3 separate regions of the Mus musculus genome follow, and all the other regions are linked to region 2. The links are chromatin contacts, called in public Hi-C maps. All regions are on one chromosome and are shown on one strand. The core of a region is the stretch at or near the end of the contact, and the rest is flanking DNA. Distances in the headings are between cores, read along the strand shown.

What was found. Hi-C and Micro-C count contacts between places; a contact is called where the count stands out from the background.
Region 1: a Hi-C map of adipose-derived mesenchymal stem cells shows a contact between it and region 2, with 2.8 times the contacts expected there. The contact joins two enhancer-like sites. A contact is called at or near these places in 9 of 39 promoter capture datasets (the 3T3-L1 cell line, 3T3-L1-derived adipocytes, the HPC-7 cell line and 4 more), 10 of 484 Hi-C or Micro-C datasets (the AML12 cell line, adipose-derived mesenchymal stem cells, beige adipocytes and 6 more) and 3 of 115 datasets of contacts at active chromatin or transcription factors (bone marrow-derived macrophages, embryonic forebrain and trophoblast stem cells).
Region 3: a Hi-C map of adipose-derived mesenchymal stem cells shows a contact between it and region 2, with 2.0 times the contacts expected there. The contact joins two enhancer-like sites. A contact is called at or near these places in 4 of 39 promoter capture datasets (the 3T3-L1 cell line, the HPC-7 cell line, cranial neural crest and 1 more), 5 of 484 Hi-C or Micro-C datasets (adipose-derived mesenchymal stem cells, bone marrow-derived macrophages, cerebral cortex and 2 more), 1 of 115 datasets of contacts at active chromatin or transcription factors (microglia) and 2 of 9 other capture datasets (bone marrow-derived macrophages and embryonic stem cells).

What each region holds. Positions count from the first base shown.
Region 1 is chr15:25,394,949-25,398,559 of GRCm38.p6, forward strand. All of the region lies in intron 1 of Basp1 (brain abundant, membrane attached signal protein 1), which reads right to left. Among named protein-coding and RNA genes, the nearest start is that of Basp1, 17 kb to the right of the region's middle. Within about 2 kb of position 1,498, at least 59 of the 459 cell types and tissues checked have an H3K27ac peak or open chromatin away from gene starts, as enhancers often do. A contact at or near this core is called in adipose-derived mesenchymal stem cells, where this site is marked.
Region 2 is chr15:25,139,084-25,142,338 of GRCm38.p6, forward strand. All of the region lies in intron 2 of Gm35996 (a long non-coding RNA gene), which reads right to left. Among named protein-coding and RNA genes, the nearest start is that of Gm35996, 39 kb to the right of the region's middle. Within about 2 kb of position 1,513, at least 19 of the 459 cell types and tissues checked have an H3K27ac peak or open chromatin away from gene starts, as enhancers often do. A contact at or near this core is called in adipose-derived mesenchymal stem cells, where this site is marked.
Region 3 is chr15:25,356,913-25,360,507 of GRCm38.p6, forward strand. No RefSeq gene overlaps it. Among named protein-coding and RNA genes, the nearest start is that of Gm36555, 26 kb to the left of the region's middle. Within about 2 kb of position 1,874, at least 53 of the 459 cell types and tissues checked have an H3K27ac peak or open chromatin away from gene starts, as enhancers often do. A contact at or near this core is called in adipose-derived mesenchymal stem cells, where this site is marked.

The DNA.
Region 1 (3,611 bases), core at 248-2,747, 260 kb after region 2:
ATACATACATACATAAATACTTTAAACATGCCCTCAATTTGTTGACCTTACAAACTATTTCCTACAGTAAATGAGAGGACTTTCCTCCTATGCCATACCTTCATTCAGAAAGTGCTGGAGGTGGTAGGTAATATTTAGACATGTGTTGATTGACTATTCAGATAAGGAAGAGTTTTGTGGACTTACTCTTCAGTCATACATCCTGCCAGGTGAAGAAAGCTAAGTAGCCTTACGGGGCTTAGAATGAGTGCTCGACCAATTTTCTTCTGCCTTACACATTCATTATTGAGCTGGGAAGTCCCTATTTGGAAAGACAAGGCAGCATTGCTGGAGATAAGCAAGGTTAAACAGAAAGTAGGCATGGAAAGAATTCTGCACCGTCTATGAAAACTCATGAAGTCCTATCAGTAATTAAACATAATTCACAAGGAGTCACACTGTAGCAGTTACACACCTTACATATTTATCAGAAATTACGTCCAGGTCACAGTGCTGAGGAGGAGGAGGACACCCTAGAATAGATGGCAGGAACGAGGGGGAAGAAAGTCTTGATCTCAGATTGCAACCAACTCTAGCAAAACTTTTGATATTCCACTGAAGGGACTTGGGGGCCAGACAAACATTTTTGATAAACAGCCAGCTCTCCTGGGTTCCATGGGGCTTCTGAGTGTAAGTTTCAAAACAGACTATTAAAAGCCTTGTCCTAAAGCTGAGCTGAGTCCCTATTAACACACTTAACTACAGGTTTCATCAAATAGGCATCCAATTATTGCCAAGATAAACATCGGTAGGTGTTAGTTGAAAGAGAGAGGGAGGGAGGCCCGAGGGTCTTCCGATTCTTTGAAGTTTTATTTTGATGAAATAAAAACTCAAGAGAGCCAGCCATAAAGATGAGCTGGGGTAGAAACAGAGACCACTTTTACCTGCAGGAGAGCTTGGCGACAGTGGGGAGAACCAAGGGACTGTGAGATTTAAAGAAAACTCGGTGCCACTCTGAAAAAGGAAAACAACTAAGATAGACTACTCCCTACCCTCACACCCCCAAAAAGGCGCCAAGACAATGGGCAGGCATTGTTCGCAAAAAAAAAAAAAAAAAAAAAAAAAAAAACCGCCTTGAGTCGAAACACACGTGAGGTGTCATGGGGGCTGCCAACTGACAGGCCATTAGATCACTCATAGAAGAATACTCAAGGGAGAAATCTCCAGAGTTAAGGAACGCCCATGTGTTTTCTGTCTCAATATGGCTTAGGGACACTAAACTATAAACATTCCCTGTCAGGAGACAGTCACACAGAAGAACCAGGCCACAGGCCCTCATGTCTAGAGTCTCCAGCTGTAAACTTGGGCAGCCTCCCTTCTAAGAGTGGAAATCTCTAAATCATCCTTGCTAAGAACAGACCCTCAGTCTGTGCCTTGGTTCAGAAAAGTATCCCAGTGACCTCAGAGGGAGTTCTCTGCCCAAGCTAGACGCGTTCATCAGTTTTCCTCATTCCATCTCCACAAGGAATTCTTGGTGGATGACCACACTGTGGGCTGGAAGATCCCATTAGGGAGGATGCAAGGTATACTGAAACATTCCAGCTTTTTTAAATTCCAGAAGAATTACACAGTAGCACAAGCAGATTCTCTTGAGACAAAGAACTGTGGTTTATTTCAATCAAGATGGCCTAGTAAGAAAAAGGATGAGGTTGTACTCACTACATTTGAACTATCAGAGAGTCTCAAATATGAGAGTCATTAGATGAATCTTTCATTCCTATTGCTAACCTGCTTCTCTTTTCTTGTTTGTTGTTTGTTTAGCCCATAATGACATAAAAGCTTAGCTTTTAAGACGTGCTCTCAGGACATACTAGCCATGTGACTATTTAGCCCTAATTTCCACTTATCAGTCTGGAAACAAACACCTGTCCGTGCCCCACCAGTATAAATAAAAAAATAATAATAAATTGGTTTTCCTTTTCTTCAGACAAGAAAACAAAATTGTCTCAAAGGTGAATGTGTCAGTTCACATCCAACAACTACACTGGGCCATGCACTATTGAAGTTCTAGGGAAGCAAAACTCGGGAAGATAGGGTTTCACCTTCAGGAGTTTCCCTGCAAGTCCATCAATCATCCAGACGAAGTGACAGGAAATAAAAAAACAAAACAAAACAAAACAAAAAATGGCAGAGCATAAGGTGAAGGCTGGACTACCGCAGTGAGAGCTGGCTTGCTAACATCTTACAAGTTTGATGAGAAACTTAAAAAAAAAAAAATCCTGTAGCTAAGAGTATAATCTGAAACTATTTAGAAGTCTAATGAAACCTCCACTTTAGGGCAGAAATCGTACCCACATCTGTCTAGACACAGAAGTACACTTCTTATGGAGAACATTTATGGGGAAATAATCTGATGTCAACACTAGTCTTGAAACTTACAGTGAAGTGTTCAAGTCAGAGTTTATCCAAATAAAATGTGTTCCTTGTATAGATGCCCTCCATCCTAACAGGTCAGAGTCCTTGCCACAGGCTCTGACTCACCCCAGCCAGTAAACCTTTGTCTAGAACAAAGAACAAATGCCATCCATTTCCTAGATACAGTAACAACTCTTCTAAGAAGAAAGACTTGCGAGACCTTCCAAACTACTGGGAGCTTTCCTTAAAATTTTGAAGGTTGGCACATCAAGTCTCCACAGAATTAGGCGCATCCTCTCCCACTGAGACCAAGGGGATACCCGGGCGGGGGTGGGGGGCACCCTCTCAGGGAAGAAGGGACATTTAAGGACACTCCTGACAGCCTCAAGCATCCACTGCCCATACACAAAGCACACTCTTACTGTGTGTTGACATCAGCTCCTCTCGGAAGGCTTTTCCTTCTATATCTAATCTCCCAAAGGCTTGGGTTTTGATAGAAACTTAAGATACTTAAGTGTCTTTTGTTTCTCATGATTAAGACCTTGGAATTGAATTAAAACAATCCAGAATTCCTCGCACATTGTCGGAAAGTGCTCTTTAGGCTAAACTCTTTCAATAATAGATAATTGAACTTGGACTACCTCACGTGCTTAAGATCTACAGATAGGCAGTAACGAAAGAGGAAGGGCTAAACCAATGACTGACAGAAGCTGACTTCATGCCTATTCTAAGGGTGGGATCCAGTGAATCTATTGGCTGATACTTATTGCTCTGTAATTACAGGTCTGCATGCTTGCCTGTACGTTCCGGAAAAAAAAAAAAGATAAGTCCTGTCTCCCAGCTCCATCAACAAATAAAAATGACTTCCATTATATTTTACTGTTGTTTGCATTTTCTCAGCTTGAAATTAAATGAGTACAGACCATGTCTTCATTATAGGTTTCCAGGGAGGATTTTGAAAACACGTGAGCCTCTGTTACAAATGCTATTCACCTTTTAATACTAAAAAGGAATTCATTAAAAAAATAAAGCTTGCAAATTTTAGCAACACACACACATATATATATGTATATATATATATATTTTATATATATATATACATACATATATATACAATATATAGACTACATACAATTATATATATACAATATATAGAATATATACAATTATATATATATGTATTATTTAATGTCTCAAATGCTTAAGTGTATACCACA
Region 2 (3,255 bases), core at 263-2,762:
TTTTGATATGGCACTTGCAATGTGTCTGTTGGTTCTATCATGCCAGGATTCTGATCAAAGCAGTTCCTCGATGAGCTGCTCAGCACGAACTCCTGCAGACAGACACAGCAAGCAGAGCGAAAACCATGATGGGGTTCATATGCTGCTGGTTTTAATTATGAACAATACATGAGACCGTGGCTCCTGTGTGAATGAATAGTTCCTCGTGCCAGGGTCAGCAGCTGGTGGCTTCCCCTGGTGTGAGAACACATCACCCCAGGCATTCCTCTCCACCCACCACACTGCACCTTCCCACCTTCATTCCTTCCTGCCAAATGCATTACTTCATGATGCTAAATCAGTGTCCTTTCCATGTTCTATTACTGTGTTTGAAAATGCTTGAGGTTGGGTTCTTTAAAATGTATGCCCTCTGCCTCAACTCCCAGAGTTCTTGACTTCTATCTCTGCTTGTTTTTTTTTTTGTTGTTGTTTTTGTTTTTGTTTTGTTTTGTTTTGTTTTTCAGTTTCTGAGTCCAACAGCGGTTCTCAACTTGTGGGCCATGAATCCACCTTTGGGGATTGAACAATCCTTTTACGGAGGTCACCGAAGACCATCAGAAAACACAAATATTTACATTATGGTTTGTAACACCAGCAAAAGTACCATTATGAAGTATCAGTCCAAATAATTGTATGGTTGGAGGTCACCTCAACATGAGGAACCGTGTGTCATAGCATCAGGAAGGTTGAGAACCACTGAATTAGCAAGGATTGGCGAAATGATGGAGGCATGGAAGATATAACAACCCTGAAGAGCTTCCTTGGAACCCGAACATCTTCCCATGAGGAATTCAAGAACTACATCCTGCATTTTTATCATCTTAAATCAAACAACAAATCAATAATATCTTTCAGAAGTAACCACAAAGACACATTTCCAATCGTTCAAATTGTTTTGCTCCTCTTCCCGTGCTGTGTTCTTGAGTTACAAAAGTTGTTGAGCGTCTTCCATGGGATGTTTGATGTTTCAGAATATCAGACCTACTATGTGAAGCTAGCAGATTAAATTCTTTTCTTTGGAAAATGTTTGAAATCGTGGAGATGGTACAATATTGGAGAGATAGACTTGTTCTTTTCCTAGACATACAATGCCATATTTGTTAATTACCAGGCAGTAAGCAACAATTGTATGCAGCTAAAAGGGAGATTATAGTAAGAAATGCAGGGTGTGATCTGTGCCCAAGTGAAATGGATAATATATTTACCATTCACAAGAAGATAAAGGATGTGCTAGTAAAAGTTCAACCTGTGTCTACTCAAAGCTTTTCAAAGCACTCTCCTATTATTACTTAATTCCCATACTATCCTAACATTCTCAAGTGTCCTTATCATAGTTAATTCTCGGAGCTTTACCAAACAGTGCCCTACCCTCTATCGTGGTTAACTCTCAAACGTTTACTCCTAAGATAACAGCCGCAGATTACAAAAGAAAAGATTGATTCGCAGAAATGTACTTAGTTGCTCAACCACATGACCCCTGGCAAAACTGGGAACAGGAGGGGAAGGGGTGGAGAGGAGGTGAGACAAGGTCTCTCTGTGTAGCCCTAGCTATCCTCGAACTCACTATGTAAACCACTCTGGCCTTGAACTCAGAAAGATATACCTGCCTCTGACTCCTGAGTGTTGGAATTAAAGGTGTACACCACTGTGCCGGCTTTGTATTATTTTTAAAGTTGTTTAGATTCTAAAAACACTTTGGGTTTTTTTTTTTAAATACTGTATCTCTGCAAGTTAGTCTACTCAAGGAAACAGAATGCATGCCAGAAAGTTTCACAGAGGAATTTGGCTGGGGAATGTAACTGCAATGGTGTTGCAAGAACTTACTGGCCTCAGAGGAAAAGGCACGCCAAAGATTTGCAGGAGTCAGTATCAGCTGCAGGGCTGGAAGCACACAGAGGGGGATACAGTGATGATGTTGCCATGGTTTCTGCTGCCTGGGGCCTACTGGAGGGGAGGAATGCTTTGGAGAAAGCTCAGAAGCAGAAAACCATACAGGAAACTGGAGTTCACACCGAGAGAGGGTCCTAGAGACTGAGTCTCAGGAAGAAACCTAGGGAGCATTTTAATATGGGAAACAATATCTCTGTGTATTAGAAAAATAAATTTTCTAAGAACTAAGGATTGGGTGCTGAGCTGAGGTAAACAATCAGCAGGTAGAAAAGATATGGGAAGGACATTTCCGTGTTTGCAGGAAAGCATCGCCTTCCTACACTGAGAGCTAGGATGAGGTGCCCCAGTTACACTGACTGAATAGGAGATAGCAGATTTGGGAGGACAGGGCATACATGGATATTTCAGCAGGATGAAAACATTCTCCCACGTGAGCACGCTAAAGAACCACCAGGTTATCGCCACTGTTTTATCCTTACACTTTGTAGGCTCTCCCTATGCCTCCTGTTGGGCTAAAGTAGACGAGAGCCATTTGTCCAGGAAACCTGGCAAGCACAGTTTGCAAAGATCAGGGCTGTGGGATACAGAGAACATCAGAGATGAATGTATCAGCACGGGAGCAAGCAAATGATTGCTACAATTCTCTAGAATGAAAAAGAACTGTGGAGCCCTTGTAGTTAACAGATAGGAAAGAAAATACTTTGTATGAGGGGAAAGATTCTTTTGTTGAAGATGGCCTTGTGTATGTCTCTTTAGAGAGATTTTAGAAACATCTAGAAAAAAAAGGATATAGCTGGGAAAAAAATGAATGAAGGGTTAGGGTGCAAGGAGAGGGGGAGGAGAAAGAGAGGGAGAAAGCAAGAGTGAGTGAGAGAGAGAGAGTAAATACTGAATAGCCCAAGTCAAGATTTTGAAGAAGTATCAGGAGCAACTGGTAAAAGACAGTGAGAGTTCATTACGGAGTGAGTCCAGCAGAGATTGACATTAACTCTGTGCAAACTACAGAGGTGACAGCAGGAAATCTGACAATCTAGACAGAAGATGAGACAGAAGTAGCAAGGAGCCTAAGTGAGCCACTTAAGTCAAGCAAGACTTCACTATTCATGTGTCCTCATCTCCGCACTGGTCCCTGCCCCACTGAGGAGACTCTGGCATCATCTACCATATCATATTTGTGACTAGTCTCCTCATGGTGTCCCTCATGTGCTACCAACGTTCTGTCTACAGGTAGCTGACATATATTTTTAGTTGAATCCAGTCACTCTCTTCCTTAAAGTGATTCACTAATCCACCACTGCAGGTAAGACCAGAATGGCTAGCATCCCC
Region 3 (3,595 bases), core at 624-3,123, 220 kb after region 2:
AGGTTTCAAACTGAGGCCATCATTCTCACTAGCAAGTTCCTTTGCTCACTAAGCCATCTTCTAGCCCTGGTCTCAACTCTTGAAAGGAACCAAAGCTTTCCGTAGAATAGCTTCCAAACTCTTAGGCGGTTTGTTCCAGGATCGCCGTGGATGCCAAAATACGAGGATACTCGAGTCCCTTGTATAACGTGCCTAATGTTTACACACAACCAATGTGCATCTGCCTGCATGTGCCCCATCTCTTCTAGACTACTTGTCAAAGCTAAGGCATTTAAATAATTGTCACCATGCAAGATATAGGTACTAGAGACAAGAAAAAAGTCTGTGCATGTTTAGATAGAATTGTTTTAAAACCTATTTTCAGTCCCTGGATGGTTGAATGTGCCCATAAATATGAAGGGCTGACTGTGTGCCATGAACCAGGCCTTATGAAATATATCCCTAGCAACTATGTTACTTTTTTTTTTCATTTTTCCTGATGATGTGAACCTCAGAGATATGAAATGAGTTTTTTTTTTTTTTTTTAAGCCTTAGACCAGTAACACTAAGCTCAGGTCGATTATGAATCTTGTGAATATCATGCTGTACATCTCTGAACTCCAGATAAGGGTTTTTCATCCAGCTTTGACCCCACTTCTTGCCTTCCATAAGAACTGAAGAATCAGGACTACCGCTCGGGAACGAGATGGATTTCTTCATTTTAATATGTCAGAGATCCCCGCCCTCCCCACCCCCCCAAGGGTCTCACACTGTCGTCCTAGCCTGGAATTCACGCTGTAGTCCCTCTTGCCTGGCACTTAGAGATCCTGCCTCCTAAATTTTGGGATAAGAAATGTAAGCCTCTAAGCCCAGCCAGACAAAGATTCCATTTGTAACCGAATGGAATGCCATTTAAGAACCACTTCTCCTCCTTCTGGAAACAGCTTGTGGTAGAACCTTCTAGAATCTTTTTTGAAAAGCATTCCTGTGTGGGAACCATTTTGAATTGCCTTACATTCTGAATAATCCTCTATTAATCTGCCCATTATCCTTACAGATGGATTCAGCTAGGAGAAGGAAAGTGGACAAAACAGTTTAGTGCCTAGGAACGTCCAGAACAAACAAAGTACAAAGCTCCACCAAGCCAGAGGAATGGCACACTTGAATTGTATTTCAGATGACACATCTGGGGTTGGAGAAATGGCTGTATGGTGAAAAACACTTCCTGCTTTTGCAGATAACCTAGGGTCAATTCCCCGCACCCATGTGACCGCTCACAACTCCAGTTCCAAGAGATTCGACTCCTCTTTTGGATACCATGGGTACAAGTGTAAGTGCAGGCGTGACAACCATGTACATGAAATAAAAATAAAGGAATGTATAAAGAATGGTACATTCAAGGGGTTTGTAATTGTTTATCGTCCTAGTCCAATGTAAGCATGGAGCCCTGGAGCAGACAACCAGGGAGTAAATGGAACATGATTAATCAACAGAAAGTAAAACCTTCAAGACAATGTAGAGAGAACAGTAAGCAACAAATAAAAGGTAAATTTGTTATACCAAAATTCCAACTAGCCTCAGAAATGTAAGCGACTCTCCTTATATGTATTCTAGTAGTTCATCTTCTTGCTGGTATATTGTGTGTGTGTGTGTGTGTGTGTGTGTGTGTGTGTGTGTGTGTGTGTGTATTTATTTTGAAAAGCTAGAATTTGCTCTGAATACCAAGGCAACTTCAGCTCCTGGAAGCAAAGGCGGCTGAATAGATAGCAAGCAAAATACAGTCTCTATTATTCTTAGCTTTAAAAAAAAAATTTTTTTTTTAAATACCCTCTGGGGAATTTGCATACTAGTCAGACTTCAGTGCTGAAGTGGGTGGTTCCGGCTGAGAGCAAGCTCTATTCTTGGATGTCTGCGCTGCGGCTGAGCAGGACAGGGATTGCTCAGTGCCGCTACGGACGGAGCCTTAGAGTCGTTTCTTTTAATGGGGTTCACCTGTCAAGTCCAATTTCCCAAACCTGAGCAAAAAGCCCTTGTAATGAGGCACGCTATCCTTTTCTTGGCAAAACTCAAAACCGGGCTGTTTCTGTCTGTCGGCCAAATCCTGAAGCATAGTCTTGCGCTTCCATTAACGAGATTGCGTTCTCTTCAGATGGAAGGCTCAGGAATTTCTCTCATCTCTTTTTCGCCACCCCCCCCACTCCCACCCCCACTTCTTTTGTTAGCAAAAGTGTGTCACAAGTCAACACACTTTCCTCAAGGCAAAACAGGTGCCTTCCTTTCTTTCTCTTCTTTGAGTAGCACTGTCATTATGTGGCTGAGTTTCAGGTTATGTGACTCTTAGCTACTCTTACTCAAGGCTTCACCATTCCATTACCAGCCAGGAGTCTTTGGTGCCTATTCAAACATTTTCTATCTGAATAAACTCACAGCTTAGAAGGCAAAAAGATGGTGAGGTTGCTAATGCAGAGCCTTTCTTTCTAGTGTTTGGGCTTCAGGATTTTAGACTTTTTATCAAAATATCTACATCATTTTAGAAGTCAAACAAAAATACAAATAAATTAAATTGGTTTAAGGTCTTAGTTGTTTCTATATACAGGGGATCTTGTAAGCTAAATATTCCTCATCTTAATTAGTATCTGAAATTGGTTAGTGATTAATAGAGTATACATTTTTTATGTGAACTACCCGCCCCTTTTTCTTGAGAAAGCTTTAGTCCTTTAAATCTTGGACAATGACCGGAAAGCTTAATGAGAGAAAACAAGTGAGTGTTCTGCTAAATGATCCCAAATCTGAGTGGGGTAATCTGTCCCTCGCCTCCTGGAATTTTAACACACTGACCTGAGAGAAGGAAAAGGAAGAAGAAGAAGAAGAAGAAGAAGAAGAAGAAGAAGAAGAAGAAGAAGAAGAAGAAGAAGAAGAAGAAGAAGAAGAAGAAGAAGAGGAGGAGGAGGAGGAGGAGGAGGAGGAGGAGGAGGAGGAGGAGGAGGAGGAGGAGGAGGAGGAGGAGGAGGAGGAGGAGGAGGAGGAAGTTAGATAATGCCAGTTGATTAATACGTTGCACTAAAAGTGAATCTCCTGAGTTCAGAGGAGAAAACTCAGGGAGAGTATAAAATTACTTTGGTGCAACAACAAAAAATAACAAGAAGCAAATGTGATGTTTGCAATGTCAAAAACAATATGGAAGTGGGGAAGGGGCTGGGGGGTGGGACACAAATGTGTGTTCTGTTGTGCTGTGTGTTCACGGATACAATGGCACTCGGATTGTTTCCAAGCCGTGTTGTTTCTCAGTGTTATTCCCTCTAGGAATCTCCTTGAGTCAGATGTGCTTGGACGCATGCAGCTAACTGCTCTTAATAGCATGGCACTGGGAATGAGAAGGAATGTACTAACCCGGCCAGTCCCCGGCCTCTGAGGTTTCATATCCCACTGAAAATGTTGTCATTAAGAAGTCAGAAAGCATATAATCTCATGATGAAGAATGGCTTATTTCAAAACTAATGCCATCCCAAACCTTCACGGAAACCTGCTGCATTTCCCTTTCTGCTTCTCCGTCAGCTGCGGTGGAGGGGTTGAAAGAACGACGCCCACCATTGTAAAAGAGCCATCCCCAAGCTAA